2 separate regions of the Zea mays genome follow, and region 2 is linked to region 1. The links are chromatin contacts, called in public Hi-C maps. All regions are on one chromosome and are shown on one strand. The core of a region is the stretch at or near the end of the contact, and the rest is flanking DNA. Distances in the headings are between cores, read along the strand shown.

Region 1 (2,991 bases), core at 210-2,709:
CGACCCACTATGACTGAAATAAAATAGATATATGCATCCCATTTTTTTTATCTTCTATCTTTATAAAAACAGAAAAAGTCTACATAATCCCCCCACTTTTAGAAAATAGTCTACTTCATCCTCTTATCTTCAAAACTAGTTGTTTAACCCTACTCAACTTTACAAAACCAAGAAAATAACCCCTAAGCGGCGTGGTTGTAGATGCTACTAGTGGTGTGTTGGCTGCTGACATGACATCTATGGCACTAGTTTTATCTATTTCAGTTCCGTAAAATGTCATTATACAAAGTTTATATAATTTTACACACAAGTTGGTAGTTAGATATTATATATGCACTATTTTTTATAGAATTTTAGGAGTAGCAGTTTAATTACGAAACGAGGTAACTAATACAATTACTAAACTATTAAATTTTGGTTGATTTTATTATGCAATTTAAATGGCCTTTTATCGATCATTAACTAAATCAATTTTACATTTATTTTTTAAAACACTTACCAAACAATAATAAACAATATCTGGTTTTTCCTTAACCATCCTCTCAGCTCAAATAACTTATACAAATATTTTTCAGAATTTCCCGAGGACTTTAAATGTGGAATCATATAAGTCCTTAGAAATATTTGTGTAAGTTATGGCTCCATATTTAAAGTCTTTAGAAATTTTAGAAGTATTTGTATAAGTTAATTTAGAAGACGAGGGTTGTGTAAAAGTTTGAGATGTTTTTATTACTATTTGCTAAGTGTTAAAAAACAAACGTAAAATTGATTTATTTAGCAATCAAAAGAAAGGCCACTTAAATTGCTTAATAAAATCAATCAAAATTTTAGTAGTTTAGTAATTGTATTAGTTACATATAGTAAAAGGTTTAGCGTATAAGAAATGAATCTGAGATAAAAAAGATTAACTTTTTCATGTAGTTTTTTATTTTTAGTAATTAATATGTTAATCTTAAAACTCCAAAACAAATTAGGGAAAATAAAATACCTGATTAATAACTTGTGTGCAGAATTATATATTTTTTGATACTGCTAGATCACATAACTGGAATAGATAAAATTAGTGTCCTTGTTGCAATGCCACATCATCAAAACTGCTCACTGAAACGGTCCAGTGTGTTATTTGTCCGATTTTCTAGAGTTGAAGGGTTAAACAATTGGTTTTATAGGTGAAGGGGTAAAATAAATTGCTATCTAAAGTTAAGAGGGTTAGATAGTTAGATTATCTCCGGCAGTCTTTCTATTCTATTCTTTAAGTTGTTCAGCTGGCCTCAATTTTTAGCACCGCGGCAACCACTATGGCTGCAAATATGAACTAGACTACATTGCCGAATAAGTCGCTTATCTCACTTCTATAAACTACATTTAGTAAACATCGCAGTCTATACTGTTGTCTATATACACGCTGAGCTGGATGTCTTACTTTGACTTTTCCATGGAAAGGAAATCAAGAGGATACTCTAGCTCAATAGCTCTGCCGCAGAGACTTGCTTTGCTTGACGTTCACTAGGTGCACCAAGAAGCCAAAGCCAATGGCGACTCTACCTCTGCTCCTGCACCTGCTATGGGAGGCCTCTCCGTGGGCCCGTGCAGGCGCGGCGACGGCCGCCGTGGTGCTGGTGTGGCTAGCGGCCTGGACGCTTGAGTGGGCGTGGTGGACGCCACGGCGGCTAGACAGAGCCCTACGGGCCCAGGGCCTCAAGGGCACCAGGTACCGCCTCCTCACCGGCGACGTGAGGGAGAACGCTCGGCTCAACCGAGAAGCCCGCACGAAGCCACTGCCGCTTGGGAGTCACGACATCATCCCACGCGTGCTACCCATGTTCCACAACGCGGTGAAGGAGAATGGTAATTTCTTTGTGTTCAGATCATTCCCAACATCCAAAATTTATTCCTTCTGTTTCAAATTATTGAAGGGAAATCATTTGTTGCGATATTTTTTTATTTTATGAGCCTATTCCATGCTATTTTTATCATATTTACTCCGTGAACGCTCAGAATAGTGCTGGGAATTGGGTCGGGCCAGCCCGGCCCAAGCCCATCGTGCTTCGTGCCAAACGGGTTCGGGCCAGTAAAACCCAAAAGATTTTTTGGCCGTGCCGTGCCAGACTGAAGTGTAAACAGTGGCCCAGCCCGGCCCTAAACCACGTCGTGCCTTCTTTGGGCCGTACCGGCCCAAGCCCGGGCCGTATATTTGACCACATAAAATCAAAATATTACAACCATATAAAGTTCATAGTTTACTAAATTAAAGATATTAAATAATTTTAGCATCATTTGACCACATAAACTCTAAATATAACAACAATATAAAGTCGATATCTTACTAAATTAAAGAAATTAAACAGATTGGGCTTAATTGGGCCGTGTTGGCCCAAGCCCGGTCCATGTATGTGGGCCGTGTCGGGGGCCCGACGGGTCGGAAATTGAGGCCCGACCCAAGCCTGTCTTCGGGGCGTGCTAGCCCGGCCCATATTATTTCGTATCGGGCCGTGCTTTGGGCTCCTATTTTCGGGCCGTGCTCGTGCTGGCCCGAAAAGCCCGGCCTATATTCCTAGCACTAGCTCAGAAGTACACGGGGTAAGATTATACAGGAGTTGAAACAGAAGTTCGTAATGTTTGGTTCAAAATTAGCTTGGGTACCTTTTATAGCTTTAACAATACAATTGTCCAATCACATGCAACAAGTATGATTGTATGCTGATGGATGAAAAAATTAACACAATTATCCAGTTACATCCCCCGCTTCAATTGAGCACATTAGAATCTTGCTAATGATGAAGAGCCTGCGGTTTTCTGAAACTTGCATTGTATGGATTGAGAGGATTCTTGCTACTGGTTCATCGTCAATCCTTTTGAACGGGGTTCCTGGCAGTCATTTCCACTGTTGTCGTGGAGTCAGACAAGGTCACAAGGTGACCCCCTGTCTCCCCTTCTCTTTGTGCTTGCTGCGGATTTGCTTCAGTGCATTGTCAACAAAGCTTATCAGCA
Region 2 (2,991 bases), core at 170-2,669, 210 kb before region 1:
TTAGCGTTGACCCCGCCGCTGTTTTATCGAGTGTAATCTCTTGAAGGTGTGAATGTTCCAATGTTTCAGTGGTCTTGCAAAACGTATGAGGCTCCTGTGTCCCTAAACAGTCGTTGCTTAACATTTTATTCATCCTTAATGCAAGTATTTGCAAAAAGCATGTCCAAAGTACTGCAGTTCCAGTAGGAAAAGGCCAACTGTTGAAACATTTGATATCACTAAAGACATTAGTGGGGAAAAAGTGAAACAGTAAATTATCTACAACCTAATGTAGTCGAAAGAACATACTTAATCACTATAAAGGGAAAGCCGCTAATCAGTTGTACATGAGAAAACAAACACTTGGTATTGTGAGGATTAGTCTGTGGACAAAGGAATTAATGTGTAAAGTGCAATCATTATAAACAAAACAAGAAGAGGTTATGCGTCTTTGACTAAACAATAGTACTAGTTAACAAATATACTCTACTCGAAACTCGAAAGCAGTTGCCACTTCTCACATACCGGGAGCATATTACAAATGAATTCGCCAAAGCAAAACAGGCCCGCGAATACTCGGGATCCTCTGGCAGGAAGTAACACCTAACTCAAATTCCTTCCGGGACCCCCCAATCCCGGAGGGAATTTGAGTTTCCAAACTAGCGAATTTGAGTTTCCAAACTAGCCAGTGACAGAAAAATGCCCTCCGTTCCCTTCCCCACCTACTCCTACTTTTCGTTTTTAGATCCATCACAAATCTCCCTTGCAAGGACAGAAAGGGAAAATCGGAGGCGAAATATACCGTACATCAAAGCCGCAACGAACCCCGTAAAATTCCTCACATCACATCGCAAAAAGAGGGGCTCACTTCACTCCTCGTCGTCGGCAAATCACAGCGCTGACTCACGGGGAGTGAAGAAAAAAGTGCGGAGAAGAGAGACCTGGCCAACCACCTTCACCGAACGTGTCTGTCGCGCTTAGAGTCTGGAACTACAGGATCGTCTTTTGGGAACTCGAATTCCACACAGAAAAGAGCAGAACGGTTCCGCGTTTCTCAGAAGCGCGTCGAAATCTCCTCGCCGCCCACAAATTCGCACTAAATTCACCGTGAGAGGCGGCCGTCCCCGGCTCAATCGCACGCAAAAGAGTTGAAAAGAAGCACGGATACTACTACAGAGACCACCGAGAGACGAGCAAAGAAGTTGCGCTGACGAAACCTCCGGCTCCGACCAGACAAGGCAGACCTCGAGAGAGACGAGAAGAGATACGTACCCAGGCAGCGCGCTTGCGTAGCGCCGATGAGCTCTGGCTGAGCGCAGCTCCCTCCCCTTGCGCCTAGCCTCGCTCCGGCAAACACCAGGAAGAACCAGAGAAGAGGCGACGAGGAGGAGGAGGGAGGGAGCAGGGAAGCAAGCAAGCTAGCAAGGCGCAAGAGCAGTAGAGCACAGGGAGGGGACAGCTCGATGGCTCGCTAATCCCGCACCACATAATCTTATGCGACCGATCCGCGTCCGCCAAGACCAGGCATAACCTCCCTCCGTTCACAACCACAGACATGTGGGGCATGCAAGGCGGGGCCTGCTTGGACGCCACACTAGAAGGTACAAATTTATGTAGGTTTTGCATCTTCACGGTGGGTTGCGGCTCTCCCCACTCCGCCTTCGTGGCCCTGCACCTCCGTTACGCTGCTTCTAAAACGTACTCACCAACTGACAGGCGGGGTGCGTCTAGCGCGAGCCTCAATGTCAGTTACGGAGTTAGAAAGTTCGTCCAGTGTGTGTAGGATATTTAGGCCGGAAGGGTACACGTGGACGGTGAGGATGTGGTAGCTCATCATGCCGGGCTGAGTCCACCCGTTTATTTATAGCTCCTGGTCCTACTTTATCAGGTCGGCATACTAGTCGTACGCGTCTTTGCATTCCGTCACTGACATATTAGGCGAATGTATGTGGGACCATCCAGCCAGTGACAGGAGCTAGTGTGCCTGTGCCCGCGGAGTACCGAGTACGGAACTGATGGAGGAGTTGGTGGTGGGGTATACACGTGGACCAGAGGACGCCGCTTGATCTTCTTTACCCAGCTTGCAGTCGCGCAGTTGCCCCGGGACAGAGCGTACTCCGCGCTGCCGGCTGCCGGCAGCCCCACGAGCGTGCGGCCGCCGCCGTCTCTACCGGCCGCGCGGACGACAAGGAGCCGGACGAGGCGACGGAAGCGGCGGCGCGGCACTGGAGCGCGCGCACGTGCAAGGAACGCGGCAAGATAGCCCGTTCTTTAGCTCTGGATTGCAACGTTTTTTCGCGATGAGCCTTGACACCAACGAGCTTGATGTAATTGTAATCATGTGGGTAGTGAAAATAAGGTCATGGCTAATGGGTAGTGAAAATAAGATCTCGCGTGAACATGTTAGTAAGTGGGAACTTTTAGATAATGGTGAGTAAACATGTTTGATTTGGAGATATAAGAAGAATATGGTCATGGCTTTGTTTTTTATTGTTCCATCCTAGCTCAATGTTTGGTTAGGAGATGAATATTAATTTTTTTTAGTCCATGAACGAGATAAAGCTAGCTTCTCAGGTTGTCGATTCCTTCTAAATTTTCCTCCCTATATCATCTTACTATATGACCACATTGTCCAGAATTATCCCCTATATTACTGTCTCCTATAGCGGTTGTCCCTATATTATCCCTCTATATCCACTAGAAACATATATAATATAATTTCTATGTCACACACGCAGTTTATCGAGCACGTGTGTCCTCGTCCGTCCGCGCCCGTCACATCGACGATGAGCTCCACGGATGCGTGGTCACCGGTGCACCTGCACGATCAAGTCGAGTTTGCATCTACGTGTGTCGGTACAACACAAGCCCACGCTTGTCGAGGACCAAACACCAGCCCGAACCGTCGTCAGACATTGTTGCCATGTCCCCGTGGGCAGCCCTCTATGAAGTGGCCATGGGGTGAGTTCAAGTGAATCCAAGTTCGAGTAGGTTGAGCTTTCGCTCCGATAA

What was found. Hi-C and Micro-C count contacts between places; a contact is called where the count stands out from the background.
Region 2: a Hi-C map of ear shows a contact between it and region 1, with 1.8 times the contacts expected there. The contact joins the promoter of LOC100381584 here to the promoter of LOC100384816 in region 1. A contact is called at or near these places in 2 of 25 Hi-C or Micro-C datasets (ear and leaf).

Annotation. Positions count from the first base shown.
Region 1 is chr8:149,425,518-149,428,508 of Zm-B73-REFERENCE-NAM-5.0, reverse strand. LOC100384816 (putative cytochrome P450 superfamily protein) reads left to right here and starts at 1,459. Exons shown (of 5, transcript NM_001177258.1): 1 at 1,459-1,848. The coding sequence starts at 1,533.
Region 2 is chr8:149,637,620-149,640,610 of Zm-B73-REFERENCE-NAM-5.0, reverse strand. It overlaps LOC100381584 (SCP1-like small phosphatase 4b), which reads right to left and starts at 1,419. Exons shown (of 7, transcript NM_001174406.1): 1 at 1,252-1,419.